Linked DNA regions of Mus musculus: region 1 is linked to region 2. Evidence: chromatin contacts called from public Micro-C data. All regions are on one chromosome and are shown on one strand. The core of a region is the stretch at or near the end of the contact, and the rest is flanking DNA. Distances in the headings are between cores, read along the strand shown. Region 1 has its middle 28 kb from the start of Pdzd2. Region 2 has its middle 9.1 kb from the start of Gm52210.

Region 1 (6,838 bases), core at 894-3,393, 450 kb after region 2:
TTTCTTCATTTCTGGGGTTGAATGCAGAGCTCAAAAGAAAGGTGGTTGTGTTTTCTGATACAATCTTTCCCCGGTTTATTAACTCAAGATCTATCTCATGTTTTTTCTCTTTATTATAAATAGTAATTTCTTATCAGGCCATAACTTATACATCCAAATGAATCTCTTCCTCCCAGAAATAGCTAAAAGAAAAAAAAATCCTTAAGGTTGTTTTTTTAAAAAAAAATGTACTGATGAAGATTGATCCAAGAAAACTATTTTAAAATGTGTTGGCTTAAAAGTATGAATTTGACTGTGTTAGAACCAGTGGCTTTATTTTGTCTGTACCGAGTTGTATGAATAGTCATTCTTAATACAACTGGGTTTGTCACTGCTTAGAGTGAAGGTAGTCCTGTCTGTCAACCAGAATTCACCCAGCTTAAATGTGTCAGGACATGCTGTCCAAATATAGTACAGATGAAAGAATATAAGACAGATAAAAGATCCACATGCCTTGAGCAGCTTAGCATATTAAAGGTTTGTGCATCACCCAAAAGGGCAAGTTTTACTCTTGAGAGCTTTCTGAGGGCAGGTATTGGGCAACCACATCCTAAGTCTTGTGTATCCTAGGCCAGCCCTGCCCTACAGAGCAGCATTTCCAGCCCTTGGTTTTGTGAGACAGGGTCTCATCGTGTAGCTCGAGCTGACCTTGTTCTTGCTATGTAGCTGAGGTTGGCCTCGAACTTCGGCCTCAGCTCCCTGAGTGCTAAGGTTACAGGTGTACAGCACCATACTCACTCCGAGCTCAACTGAGGACTCTTAATCTTAGGCCACATGAGAAAAAGACCCGGGATGGAAGCAGGCTCAGTCGCTGGGAGAACAAATAGTTCTCAGTTCTCGCTTTCTAGGTAAGAAAAGCAGATTCACTTAAGCTTTTTTTATCCTCCTCATAAGAATAATGTACAATTATGATTGATGCCACTGCTTTTCATATCATCAATTGAAAAGAGAGCTCTTTACCAGTGGCCAGGTCCCCCCCTCCAATAAATAATGTCATAGAACAATTTACCCAAAATGTACGGTTTTGCCACTCTTTCTTTTTTTTTTTCAGGCAATGTTTTACCTCGGGTGCTTGTCACCCCCTCACTGGTTCACCCGTCCCGTGATGAGACAGGACTCAGCCACCCACAGTAATGTTATTAATGCATATATGGATCCGTTTCACGAAGAAGACAATGAATCTCGTGATAGAAAATCCTATAGCTGTAGCCATGGCAATCTTCTGGAATTCTTTTCTGTCGGGTTTGGTGCATCTTTTAACCAGCTGAACTGAGTCCTTTACAAACTGCCGACTTGGCTCTACAAACTGCATTACCTGATCCATGTTTGTGGGATGGCGGTTTGAGAGCGGAGAGGCACGTAGCTTGCCTCTGTTTCTTTAATTCCGTATGTGTGGACTCCAGTGGATCTCATTGCATTTGCTGCTGCCCCACAACACAGCTCCTCGACATTAGCCAAATAGTTTCCTACTTGCTGTCATGACAGTCAGACAGACAGACAGACACGTGTACGAGACAGTTCCAGACATTGGCCTAAGGTTCTTTGCTTTTCCAAGTTGCCCAATATCACTGACCTTCTCCTCAACCAAAATAACAGACTCACTTATAGAGTGTTTATATAGAGTTTCCCACACGATAGGTTATGAGAAGCTATTCTTTTTTTTTATTTTTATTTTTAGAGCTTTATTTACTTTTTATTTATATGAGTACACCGCAGCTGTCTTCAGACACACCAGAAGAGGGCATCAGATTCCATTACAGATGGCTGTGAGCCACCATGTGGTTGCTGGGAATTGAACTCAGGACCTCTGGAAGAGCAGTCAGTGCTCTTAACCACTGAGCCATCTCTCCAGCCACAAGAATCTATTCTTTTATTAACTTTGGTGCTGGCTAGTCTTATGTCAACTCAATACAAGCTAGAGTTATCTGAAAGGAGGGAAACTCTACTGAGAAAATGTCTCCAGAAGGTCCAGCTGTAAGGCATTGTCTTAATTATGATTGATGGGGGAGGACCCAGCCCTTTGTGGGTGGTGCCATCCCTGGGCTGGTGGTCCTGAGTTCTATTAAGAAAGCAGGCTGAGCAAGCTATGGAGAGCATGCCAGTAAGCAGCATCCCTCTACAACCTCTGGGACAGCTCCTGCCTCCTTGGACTCCTGCTGATCCTGGACTCCTGAGCCTTCTACCTTGCCTGTGCAGTGTCAGGATTGTAAGTGTGCACTATGGTGCTCAGCTGGACGCTCATTGCTCATTGTCTCTGTTGTAATGAAAGGGAGGAGACTTTCTACAGTCTCAACCTGTCTGTATCCATGTTAGTCCCTCGCTTCTATAGGTCCTTGTACATCCCTCCAAAAGCAGGATTTCTTCAAGAATGGGATTTGTGGGCTTTTGGTTTGTGTGGTGTGTGTGTGTATGTGTGTGTGTCTGTGTGTGTGTGTATGTGTGTATGTGTGTGTATGTGTGTGTGTATGTATGTGTGTATGTGTGTGTGTGTGTGTGTGTGTATGTGTGTGTGTGTCTGTGTGTGTGTCTGTGTGTGTGTCTGTGTATGTGTGTGTGTGTATCTGTGTGTATTCTACATAGCATGGTTGTGAAGGTCAGAGAACTTGCAGAACTCAGTCCTCTTCTTTCACCAGGTGCGACTCAGGAACTCAGATTATTAGGCTAGGCACTAGGTACTTCAGCCACTGAGCCATCTTGCTGGCCCCAAGCACAGGGTATCATTACGTCTAGAATTCTCTCTCTCTCTCTCTCTCTCTCTCTCTCTCTCTCTCTCTCTCTCTCTCCCTCTCTCTTTCTCTCTCTGTACATATGTGTGCATGTGTGTGTCTGTGTGTCTGTATGCCTGCATGCCTGCATGCACACACATGATGTATGTAAGAGGGACATCTTTTTTTTTTTTTTTTTTTTTTTTGTAAGCCACTCTTGACCCTTTCATCATGCAAGACTTTCATTGATGATAAGGAGTCAACAGACGTGGCTGACATTTCCATAAAGGAAGTATCTCCTACCGTGAGATAAGACTAAGATAACCAAGGTTTCTAAAATAAAAAAAAAAAAAAAGACTATCAGCAAAATTCCTGGAAGAAAGTCCCTGTGTGAAACTGCTGAACACCACCAGACACACACAACCGAGATGAGGAATTAGGGTGTTTGCTCACTACATCTTCCTTCTTTCCCAAGGCAACGCCCACCTCTCTCGTTATCCTCACAGCCACAGAGAGACTACATAATACCCAATTACATATATGCTGCAGACAAAACTGTTAACTTATTAAGCCACTTTCAATTTAACCCTCATGTCTCCGGATGATTTACTAACTGCTTACGACTGGCGAGAAGAGGGGGTGCATCAGGGCTCCCACTCTGCAACCCTGTCTTCACTTCCCGCCCCTCAGATGCCCACCCTTAGCACAGTCTCACCCCAGCCAGGTTCGACCTCAACTTTCTTCACATTAACCATCTCTTAACACCATCTAACAACATGAATTGTTGCTTTTTTCTTCAAACTGAAAACTCTGCCTTTTAAACTTAGATCTTCTGCTTCCCAAGAGTCTAGATTTTTTGTGCAAACAAATTTACCAGTGTTCTACTCCCCACCCCACCCCCACCAGACAGAGAGGCTCAGCACTAGTCAAAGAGAACAATCAAGACTCAGCACGGCAACAGACTGCAGTTAGCACAGACGCTCACTCGCTAATCAATGATAACGAACCACTTTAGGATGCTCTGCCACGCATAGAACAGCTATATCATCCGCTTCCATCCAAGGCTCGGGGGATATCACAAAAAAGAGAGACCAGAAAGGTTAAGAGCCAGAGGTTAGGGAAAATAGTCATAAAATAGTCTTCTGGAAAGGACAGGGCTGTGGTACTTGTAAGCCCACAGCAGTGTGGGGTCTACACAAGATCAAAGTAAGCAACAGTCCAGGTCGGATGGAGAAGAGATTTGTGAGGATGTCCCTACCGCAAGCTGAAAGCTATTGGCAGTTGGGGTCGGCTAGGGGAGGAAAGAGTCAGTTTTCTTCAGTGGTGTGGCCTCTTGTAGGTGGCTGTGCACCAGGGGATGTTCTGTACCCATGCTACGGGCAACTCTAATTGAGCACAGTGGGTTCATAGAGGAGGAAGACAAAAGAGAGAATATGATGTTGGAAGGTAGGGGTGGGTGTGGGTCTGGGAAAGCTGGACGGGGGAAGGGCCAGGCCATATTATCATTTCGACATACGTTGTATGTATGCTGAAAACTCTCAATGAATAAAACCAAAAAAGTTTAGATACTTGTGATCCAGCTAGGTGCAGTAATCCTGTGCATGGGTACAGCTCTCTGGCACCTGCTGGTAGCTGGCAAAGCCAAGCCATCCATTTTGCATGCATACCATCACACCACTCTTTCTTCGATCCACTGTGCCGCTGAGCACACAGGAAGCAACCTATCTGGAACACTTAGAAACACAGAAAGATGCTTGCTTCTTTGTTTTTCAATGTCCCGCTGTATTCAGTTAGTGCTGCTTACATGCTCATGGGTGTAGGCCATCCCATGAAACATGAGTAACTTTACAAGTGACTACAATCCCAAAGAATGATGACTCTCCCCCACCATCATCATCTTCCAATAGCTCTTTATCTAGGGGTGGGAGGTGGGGGTGCCAGGTAGGGGTGGGAGGTAGAGGCAGGATGTGGGTGTGGATCCTCCCTAACGCTGACATCCATCCATAACACCAAATAAAGACGAAGTAAAGTTGGGAGAAAGATGTGGTGGGTGACATGCTTAGAGTCCAGAATGGGTGGATAGGATCATAATGCATTTTTAAATTAAATTTTAAAAAAGGACAGAAAAACAATGTTGTCAACCCAGGGTCCTAGTGTGCTGAGACTGGCTCCCACTGGCTTCAGTTATGGGAGGAAGTGAGTTTTCAATAGAACCTGCCATTTTTTCCTCAGCATGGCTAGCTCTTAGATAGGACTCCCATTTTAGAGACCTAGAGCCGAGAAGAGTCAAGCAACTTGCTCCAAAACACACAAACACCATGAGCTTGAAGCTGTAAGAGAGCAAAGGCAGTTTTTCTACAATTCTAATGTGGAAACCCACTAGCTTGTCATATTTTTTTAAAAGAGACTTTTGCTAGACGATGCCTGAATTTGGGTGAAAAACAAAAACAAACAAACAAACAAACAAAACCCTGCAGGAACGCCCCTCTAAGGCTTCTGCGAAGCGCAGTGGTCGTCACCAGATATCTGACACAGAAGAGGCTGGCTGGTGCTTCAGACTGTTTCAGTGTAGTTACTCAAATTCAGTTACTGGAAAACCAGCCCCTAAAGGGAGCCTAAGGTAATTCAGGTTTGATGTTGGAAAGGAGACATTTCTCTTTGTTGTGGCTTTCAAAATTCAGAATCACACACACATACACACACACAGAACCAACAAACATAAAATTGGTTTTACTATCAAGCATGCACACAAATGCCAAACATAGAATTGGTTTTACTATTAAATTGGATATCCTAATTCAAAGGATGGGAGATTTATTTCAAAATGAGGCTGGAATCCCAAGTTCCAGGCCAGCCTGAGCTACATAATAAGATCTTGATTTACAACAAAGCAGAACAAACAAAACAAAAACCTCAAAGGCAGTGTTTGTGGGAAAGAAACATCCATGTATGGAAAAGCGAGGCAGTTGGGGTAAACCTAGCCAGGGAAATGAATTCAAGATTCAGATCTTTAAAAAGCTTACCCTTGACCACAAGGCTTGATTGCTGGGTTCCTTTCTGTCTTTCTGGAGCCTTTGACCCAATGAAAGCAGACAGGCAAGAGTAAGAAGTATTCATGGACTGGGGTAGACTACCATGTAGATGCTGTTTGGTTGGATCGGTCAGACAGAGCTAGGGAGAGTCAGGCTCCACACCTGGACATGGTTGTGATAAGAGTCAAGGCAAAGCATACTCTGGGAAGAGAGTATACTCAGCTATTAACCACCGAGTTATCCCTTTCCTTCCCTTTTAACGACTGAGCTCCATTACAGATACTGAATAGCATGTCATAACCTGGTGACGGCTATTATATTTAAGTAAAATTCCATATAATTAAAAGAGAAAATGGAGACCTGGAAACTAAAACATTTCGACATACCTGGGAAGATAACTCTTGGAAGCTACCCAAGACGACTTTTTTTTAAACTTTACTTGAATAATTTAAAACACCAAGAGAGAGAGCCTGGCATTTAGAAAGTACTAGATCAACATTGGTCCAATGATTGCACAAATACCTTTTCATTAAAAAAAAAATCTCTCTACCTACTAATTAATTTGCATTCAAGTAAGCATCTCTCTTAGTGGGCATAAGCCCATGTGGCCAATTTTGAAATGTTATATCCTGTATTAATTATTGCTACTCCCTGTAAATAGCAGAGTCCACATGAATGGCTTAAAAGATCTTGGAAGCGCTCTTGACCTTCCCATGCTCTCTCTATACTTGGGCTGTCCAGCAGGTCTGGCTTTATTTAGTGTTGGAGCTTTATACCCTTGCTGGCCAGTTCAGTAGCTTCTACTCATACGTGGTGATTAGCACTTGAAGTATGGCTACCTCAGCTATGAAAATAATTATTCCTTGATGCCGGGAATTAAAGTCAGGGCTTCATATACACTGGGCAAGTCCTGCAGCACAGAAACACATCATCAGGCCTTTTCTAAATTTAAGTATCCACAAGTGGCAAATAGTCACCATAATAGAAAACACAGAAGAGAGAAAAGAATCTAGGCATGGTGATGTGTATACTGGAAGAATCCCAGCTCTCGGAAGGTGGAGG
Region 2 (6,650 bases), core at 4,064-6,563:
TTCTGCCTTTCTTTAGAAAAGAGCAGGTTTCAAAGAGATAACAATAAATCATAATCACAGAAAGTAGAATAAGATAAAACTGAAAGACATCACATCGAAGTTGGACAAGACAACCCAGAAGAAGAAACGGATTCCCAAGAGAGGGCACAGGAATCAGAGATCCGCACATTCATACACTGGGGATCTCACAAAAACACTAAGCTGAAAGCTATAACATGTACACAGAGGACCTAGCGCAGCCCCATGCCAGCCTTGGCTGGTAGTGTCAGTCTGCGTGCGTTCATATAAGCTTTGTTGGCTTGGTTCAGAGGGCCTCGTTCTCCTGGTGTCCTCTGTCCCCTCTGGGTCTTCCAATCTTTCTGCTTCCTCTGCCATGGGCTTGCCTGAGCTCTGAGGAAAGGGATTTGACAGCGCTATCCCACTTAGAGCTGTGTGTCACAGATCTCTTTTTCCTTTTCTCTCTGCGTAATGTGGCTCCCCGTATTTGCTCCCATCTGCTGCAGGAGAAAGCATCTCTGGTAATTGTCTCCAGCCTCTTACTTCCTCAAACAATGCTGTGGGATTAAACACTTTTGTATGCTATTTCATACATAGGCAGATAAGTCCAGGATATGTTGTCAGCGAAGAGGAACCACTAGAGCAATGTTTTATATTTCTACCTGAAATGAATAACAGTTTTGCTTTCCTCCCTGCCCCCCCTTTTTTTTAAAGAAAATGCCCCCATAAGATCAGGCTGTACTGGTGCTAAGAGATGACTCAGAGTTAAGAGCACTGGCCGCTCTGCTGGAGGACCTGGCTTCAATTCTCAGCACCCACATGGCAGCTAACAACTGTCTGTAAGGCCAAGATCCAACACCTTCACACAGATATACATAAAGGCAAATCTTTTAAAAATAAAATTTAAATACATAAACTAAATCTTTTTAAGAAATTAAAACAAACAAACAAACAAACAAACCAGGCTGTACACAATCCTGAAGAGAATTTTCTTAATTAGTGATGGACTGGGGAGAGCCAAGCTCATTGTGAGTGATGCCTTCCCTGAGCTGGTGGTCCTGGGTTCTATAAGAAAGCAGACTGAGCAAGCCATGCTGAACAAGCCAGTAAGAAGCACCCCTCCATGACCTCTGCACCAGCTCCTGCCTCCAGGTTCCGGCCCAGTTTGATTTCCTGTCTTAATTTCCTTTAATGAGGAGCAGTGACGTGGAAGTGTAAACCAAATTAACCCTTTCCTCCCAAAGCTGCTTTGGTCATGGTGTTTCATCACAGCAGTAGAAACCTTGACCAAGACAGTTGGTTAATATCCTATTTGCCACGTGCTGGCATTGTGGCTCTCTCCATGTTGGAGTTGCTGCCTTGTATAAAGTCACAGGTATTACTGTAGACCTTTGTTGTTCTGGATTTTGGGTAACGTATGTGTCCGTGATGCAATGCACACACGTGCCAGGTGCTCACCTGTAGGGTAGAGGACAGCCTTGTGGAGTCAGTGCTCTTTCCACCTTTGCGTGGGTTCTGATTGAGCCCAGGTCTCTAGGCTTTTGTGACCAGCAGCTTTACCCCACCGAGCCAGCTCACTAACCCAAGACTTCTCATCTCTAAGGTCATAAAACAATACAATCATAGTGCTCTTTGCCACATTTGTAACTTTGTTTTTTTTTTAAAAAAAAGATGTAATTATTTATTCTATATGCATGAGTACACTGTAGCTGTCTTCAGACACACGAGAAGAGGGCATCAGATCCCATTGCAGATGGTTGTGAGCCACCATGTGGTTGCTGGGAATTGAACTCAGGACCTCTGGAAGAGCAGTCAGTGCTCTAAACTGCTGAGCCATCTCTACAGCCCCTTTTATGACTTTCTTACCAAATCCTTTGAAATACTTATTAAAATTAAAAGTGAACTGGGCGGTGGTAGCACATGCCTTCAGTACTAGGGAGGCAGAGGCAGGTGGATCTTTGTGCATTTGAGGCCAGCTTTATCTACAGAGCAAATTCCAGGGCAGAAAGAAAAGAAAAGAAAAGAAAAGAAAAGAAAAGAAAAGAAAAGAAAAGAAAAGAAAAGAAAAGAAAAGAAAAGAAGAGAAAAGAAAAAGAAAAGAAAAGAAAAAAAGAAAAGAAAAAAAAAAAGAAAAAAAGAAAAGAAGAGAAAAGGCATTGAGTTTTTTTGGAGCTGGGGTTCTAGGCATCTGTGAGCAGAGGATGGGTGAGAAAAATTCGATTTAATTTGGTTTGGTTTCCAGGAACTCACTATGAAACCAAGGCTTGTCTCAGCTCTCAAATTCACATTACAGAAATGGATCACCCATGTTGCTGTCAGGTAAATCCGACCTGTCCCTCTGCCTCAGTTTTCAAGTTCAGAGTGCAGACATGAGTTACCACACCCAGCTTGCTATCAGGTAAACCCTGAAATGTTTGTAGATTTGAGTTTGGGCAGTTTTAGAAAGGAAAGGAGGTACCGCTTACCTCTTTTCCACTCTGCATTGAGGCTCACCTTGGGGTCTGTTTTGATCAATAAAATGTAGCACCAGCAATGACTTCTATACAACTTTTGAGCCTTGAGACATCTCTTCTTGGAACTCAAATGAGGCCAATCTACTCTACGCACACTCACTAGCCTATAGCCATCATCCTATCTGTGGGGGAGGCTAAGTTCATATTAAGGTCAAGCAAAATGCAGCTGTGTGGGTGACTATCAGACCCCAGCAAGCTGCCTGGTTGATTCCAGCCCGAGCTGCCAAACCACAGAAGAAAAAGCAACTAAAATAAGCATTTTGAACCACTAATTTGGAATATGGTTTGCAGTAAATAACTCTATAAGATTTTCTAGGAAGGGCTGAAGAGATGGCTTAGCGGTTAAGAGCACCGACTTCTGCTCTTCCAGAGGTCCTGAGTTCAATTCCCAGCAACCACATGGTGGCTCACAACCATCTGTAATGGGCATCCGATGCCCTCTTCTGCTGTGTCTGAAGACAGTGACAGTGTACCTACATATACAAAATAAATAAGGCTGGAGTTGGGCCAGAAAAAAAATTTTTTTTAAAGAAAAGAAGAGCTTTTTCTAGGGAGTTGTCGAATTTTTAAAAAAAAGGAAAGACCTTGGCTGCTCCTAGGTGTTGTGGAGGAGGAAGTTTATTGCAGAGAAGTGGGATAGAGTAGCCAGAGGCAGACACATCTGGGAGAGAAGAGAGTGGAGGAGAGAAGAGAGTGGATGTGACCCTGAACATGTGGGGAGAGGGGGAGGGGAAGGGAGACAGGGAGATCAGAGGAACCAGGTGAAGCAGCCAGGAGGCCCAAAGGAACAAAGAGGCCCAAATGGGTTTAGCCAAAATGGTTGGATTATATAAGGAAGAGCAGCCAAGCCCCTTGGGCTGGAGGGATGCAGGGAGAATCAAAGCTGGCAGCCAGTGTCCACTTTGATATGTTAAATAGGCACTTCAGCCATTTGTCCCAGGTTTGAAACCTAACAGTTATGAATAAGGAAAAGTAGCCAAAACTGCTGAGTCGTAAGTTACGTTTGTTCATTCACGAGTCGTCCATTTCCGATCTGAAAGGTTCCTGCTTGCTGTGGTGGGCAGACGCTAAGCCAAATCCCCATGGGTGTGCCTGCCTTTGTATCCCACCCTTCCCTTGAGTGTGAGGTGACACTAATGGTGTGTTTGTGACGGACAGAGTACAGTTGAACATGTCTGTCATCACAGAAGTCAGGTGGTTGAGGTAGGAGGATCTTGAATTCTACATCAGCCTAGGCTACCATAGGCTACATAACAAGACCTTGTGGGGAGAAACCTTACCAGGAGACTGTGGTCGCAGTGTTGGGTGCCCTCCTATACTTGGGCTTCGTTATATAAAATGTGGTGCCGGCAGATTCTCCTTGTTAGCGCAAGAGAATGTGTTGAGGAAGGTCACGTGGCGAGAAACTCTTCTTGGACTGGAAGTTCCCCTCTAGCTTAAGGTCAGCAGGCGGCCGAAGCTCTACGAGATCTTTTTTTACTCAATGGAGTCTGGGCATAGAAGACAATGTGAGTTCCATGGGACATCTAGTGACTCAATGTATAGACGGCTGACCGGCAGGACAGTTACATAAGCTAAATCAAGAGTAGTGGGGGATGGGTGGTCTGGGGGAATGGGTGGTCTGGAGTTGGGTGCTCAGCGGTTCAGAGCATTGACTGCTCTTCCAAATAGTCCTGAGTTCAAGTCACAGCAACCGCATGGTGGCTCACAAACATCTGTAATGGTGTCTGATGCTCTCTTCTGCTGTGTCTGAAGAGAGAGACAGTGTACTCACATACATAAAATAAATCTTTAAAAAAGCAGACTTAATTGGGAAGAGAGGCCTCTTGGTATTGCAAACTTTATATAACCCAGTACAGGGAAACGCCAGGGCCAAGAAGTGGGAGTGGGTGGGTAGGGGAGCAGGGCAGGGGGGAGGGTATAGGGAACTTTCAGGATAGCATTTGAAATGTAAATAAAGAAAATATCTAATAATAAAAAAAAAAGAATCCAAAAAAAAAAAAAAAAAAAAAAGCAGACTCAAGGCGAGTCCAGATGTGATGGGTGGAAAATAAATAGACTCCATCTCGGTTTTCTTCTAAAATGGCACAGAATTCAAATTTGAAAACAGGTCAGGATTTACCTGACAGCAACATGGGTGATCCATTTCTGTAATGTGAATTTGAGAGCTGAGACAAGCCTTGGTTTCATAGTGAGTTCCTGGAAACCAAACCAAACTAAAACGAATTTTTCTCACCCATCCTCTGCTCACAGATGCCTAGAACCCCACTCCAAAAAAATCAATGCCTTTTCTTTTCTTTCTTTCTTTCTTTCTTTCTTTCTTTCTTTCTTTCTTTCCTTCTTTCTTTCTTTTAGATTTATTTATTATTATATCTAAGTACACTGTAGCTGTCTTCAGACACACCAGAAGAGTTCTCATTACAGATAGTTGTGAGCTACCATGTGGTTGCTGGGCTTTGAACTCATGAACTCATGCTCTTCCAAAGGAAGAGCAGTCAGTGCTCTTAACCACTGAGCCATCTCTCCAGCCCCTTAATGCCTTTTCTGATCTTCTCAGGTGATATGTACACATGCAAGTGTGTACATGAGCACACAAACACACACACTCACACACACTCACCAATAGTAGCACAATTCTGGAATTTCAACATTCTGGTATTTGAGGCAAGAGGATTGGTTGTGAGTTTGAGGCTATCTGAGCTACATGGAACATTTCCAGTCATCTTGGCCCATATATGGAGAACCAAAACAAACACAAGAGAACAGGATGGGTGTACCTGAATTGAAAGAGCTCGAGGCCCTAGGGCATGTGAGGCCATGGGGTGAGGGTGGGGCACCCACTCTGTTTAACACTGCAGATTAAATGACTACACTGCTCTGGAAACTGCAGTGTTTAACCCATTGACCTGGAAGCAACCTTTACTCCTAGAACAAAGACAGATGGCTTGTGAGAAAACTGGATGGACATCTACAGCCTTAGAGGGTGGTTTCTCCCTTATCACACCCTGATTTACTAAAATTCCTGGGCAGGAGGAGACCTTCCCCCCTCCCCCCCGCCCCCCATGGTTGACTTGAGAACCTGAGAATTATTTGTTCTGAGAAGGCGGGAGAGGAAAAAAAAAAGCAAAAACAACCGTGTCCCCCGCCCCCCAACTATGAAAATATCTGTGTGAGGGGCTGTTTTCCAGGTCAGTGAGGACATTTCCACTGAACTGAGAAACAGAGGTGCAGAGAGCAACATAAAGAAGGGCTTTCCCTGGGGCTGGAGAGATGGCTCAGTGGTTGAGCTCATATGTATAGTGAGCTCCATGTAAGTCCTTTGAAAGTGCTCTTGGGGTACATTTTCAGTACAAGGGAAATCCTTAAATACGAGCCATATATGATTCCCAAGGGCAATCCTAACCTTACCCAGACACTCAATTAATTAATTAACTAATTAATTAATTAGCTTCTTGAATCAGGGTTTTTCTGTTTACTCCTGGCTGTTCTGGCTCTGTAGTCCAGGCTGGCCTTGAATTCACAGAGATTTACCTGTCTCTGCCTCTTGAATGCTGGGATTAAGGGCGTGTACAACCACTGCCGAGCAAGATACCTCAATTTTAAAAAAAAATTATTTATTTATTTTATGTATATGAGTACACTGTAGCTGTCTTCAGACACACCAGAATGGGGCATCTGATCCCATTGCAGATGGTTGTGAACCACCATGTGGGTGCTAGGAATTGAACTTAGGACCTCTGGAAGAAGAGTCAGTGCTCTTAACTGTTGAGCCATCTCTCCAGCCCAAGACACCTCTATTTTAAACTATGTTTTTCACTGAATAGTTCTACAGGCTCAGTACTAAAGCTGGTATATTTTAGTCCTTAAATGAGATATTTAGCTATTCAAATTAAAAGTGTGAAGACGGTTTGAAGTATATTTAAAATATCCTAATTTTAGCCAGGCATGGTGGCACATGCCTTTAATTCCTGTACTTGGGAAGCAGAGGCAGGTGGATCTCTAAGAGTTTGAGGCCAGCCTGGTCTACAGAGTGAGTTCCAGGACAGCCAGGGCTACGTAATAGAGAGACCTCATCACAAATAAGCATCGATGTGTAGGTCAGAGGACAACTTGTGGGAGTATTTCCTTTCCCTCTGTACG

Evidence for each region. A called contact is a pair of places that touch in the nucleus more often than the background predicts.
Region 1: a Micro-C map of the G1E-ER4 cell line shows a contact between it and region 2. The contact joins two enhancer-like sites. A contact is called at or near these places in 2 of 39 promoter capture datasets (cranial neural crest and liver), 2 of 484 Hi-C or Micro-C datasets (both in the G1E-ER4 cell line) and 5 of 115 datasets of contacts at active chromatin or transcription factors (embryonic forebrain, embryonic stem cells, epiblast stem cells and 2 more).

What each region holds. Positions count from the first base shown.
Region 1 is chr15:12,764,013-12,770,850 of GRCm38.p6, forward strand. It overlaps the pseudogene Gm17756. Among named protein-coding and RNA genes, the nearest start is that of Pdzd2, 28 kb to the left of the region's middle. Within about 2 kb of position 2,144, at least 2 of the 459 cell types and tissues checked have an H3K27ac peak or open chromatin away from gene starts, as enhancers often do. A contact at or near this core is called in the G1E-ER4 cell line, where this site is marked.
Region 2 is chr15:12,308,153-12,314,802 of GRCm38.p6, forward strand. No RefSeq gene overlaps it. Among named protein-coding and RNA genes, the nearest start is that of Gm52210, 9.1 kb to the right of the region's middle. Within about 2 kb of position 5,314, at least 14 of the 459 cell types and tissues checked have an H3K27ac peak or open chromatin away from gene starts, as enhancers often do. A contact at or near this core is called in the G1E-ER4 cell line, where this site is marked.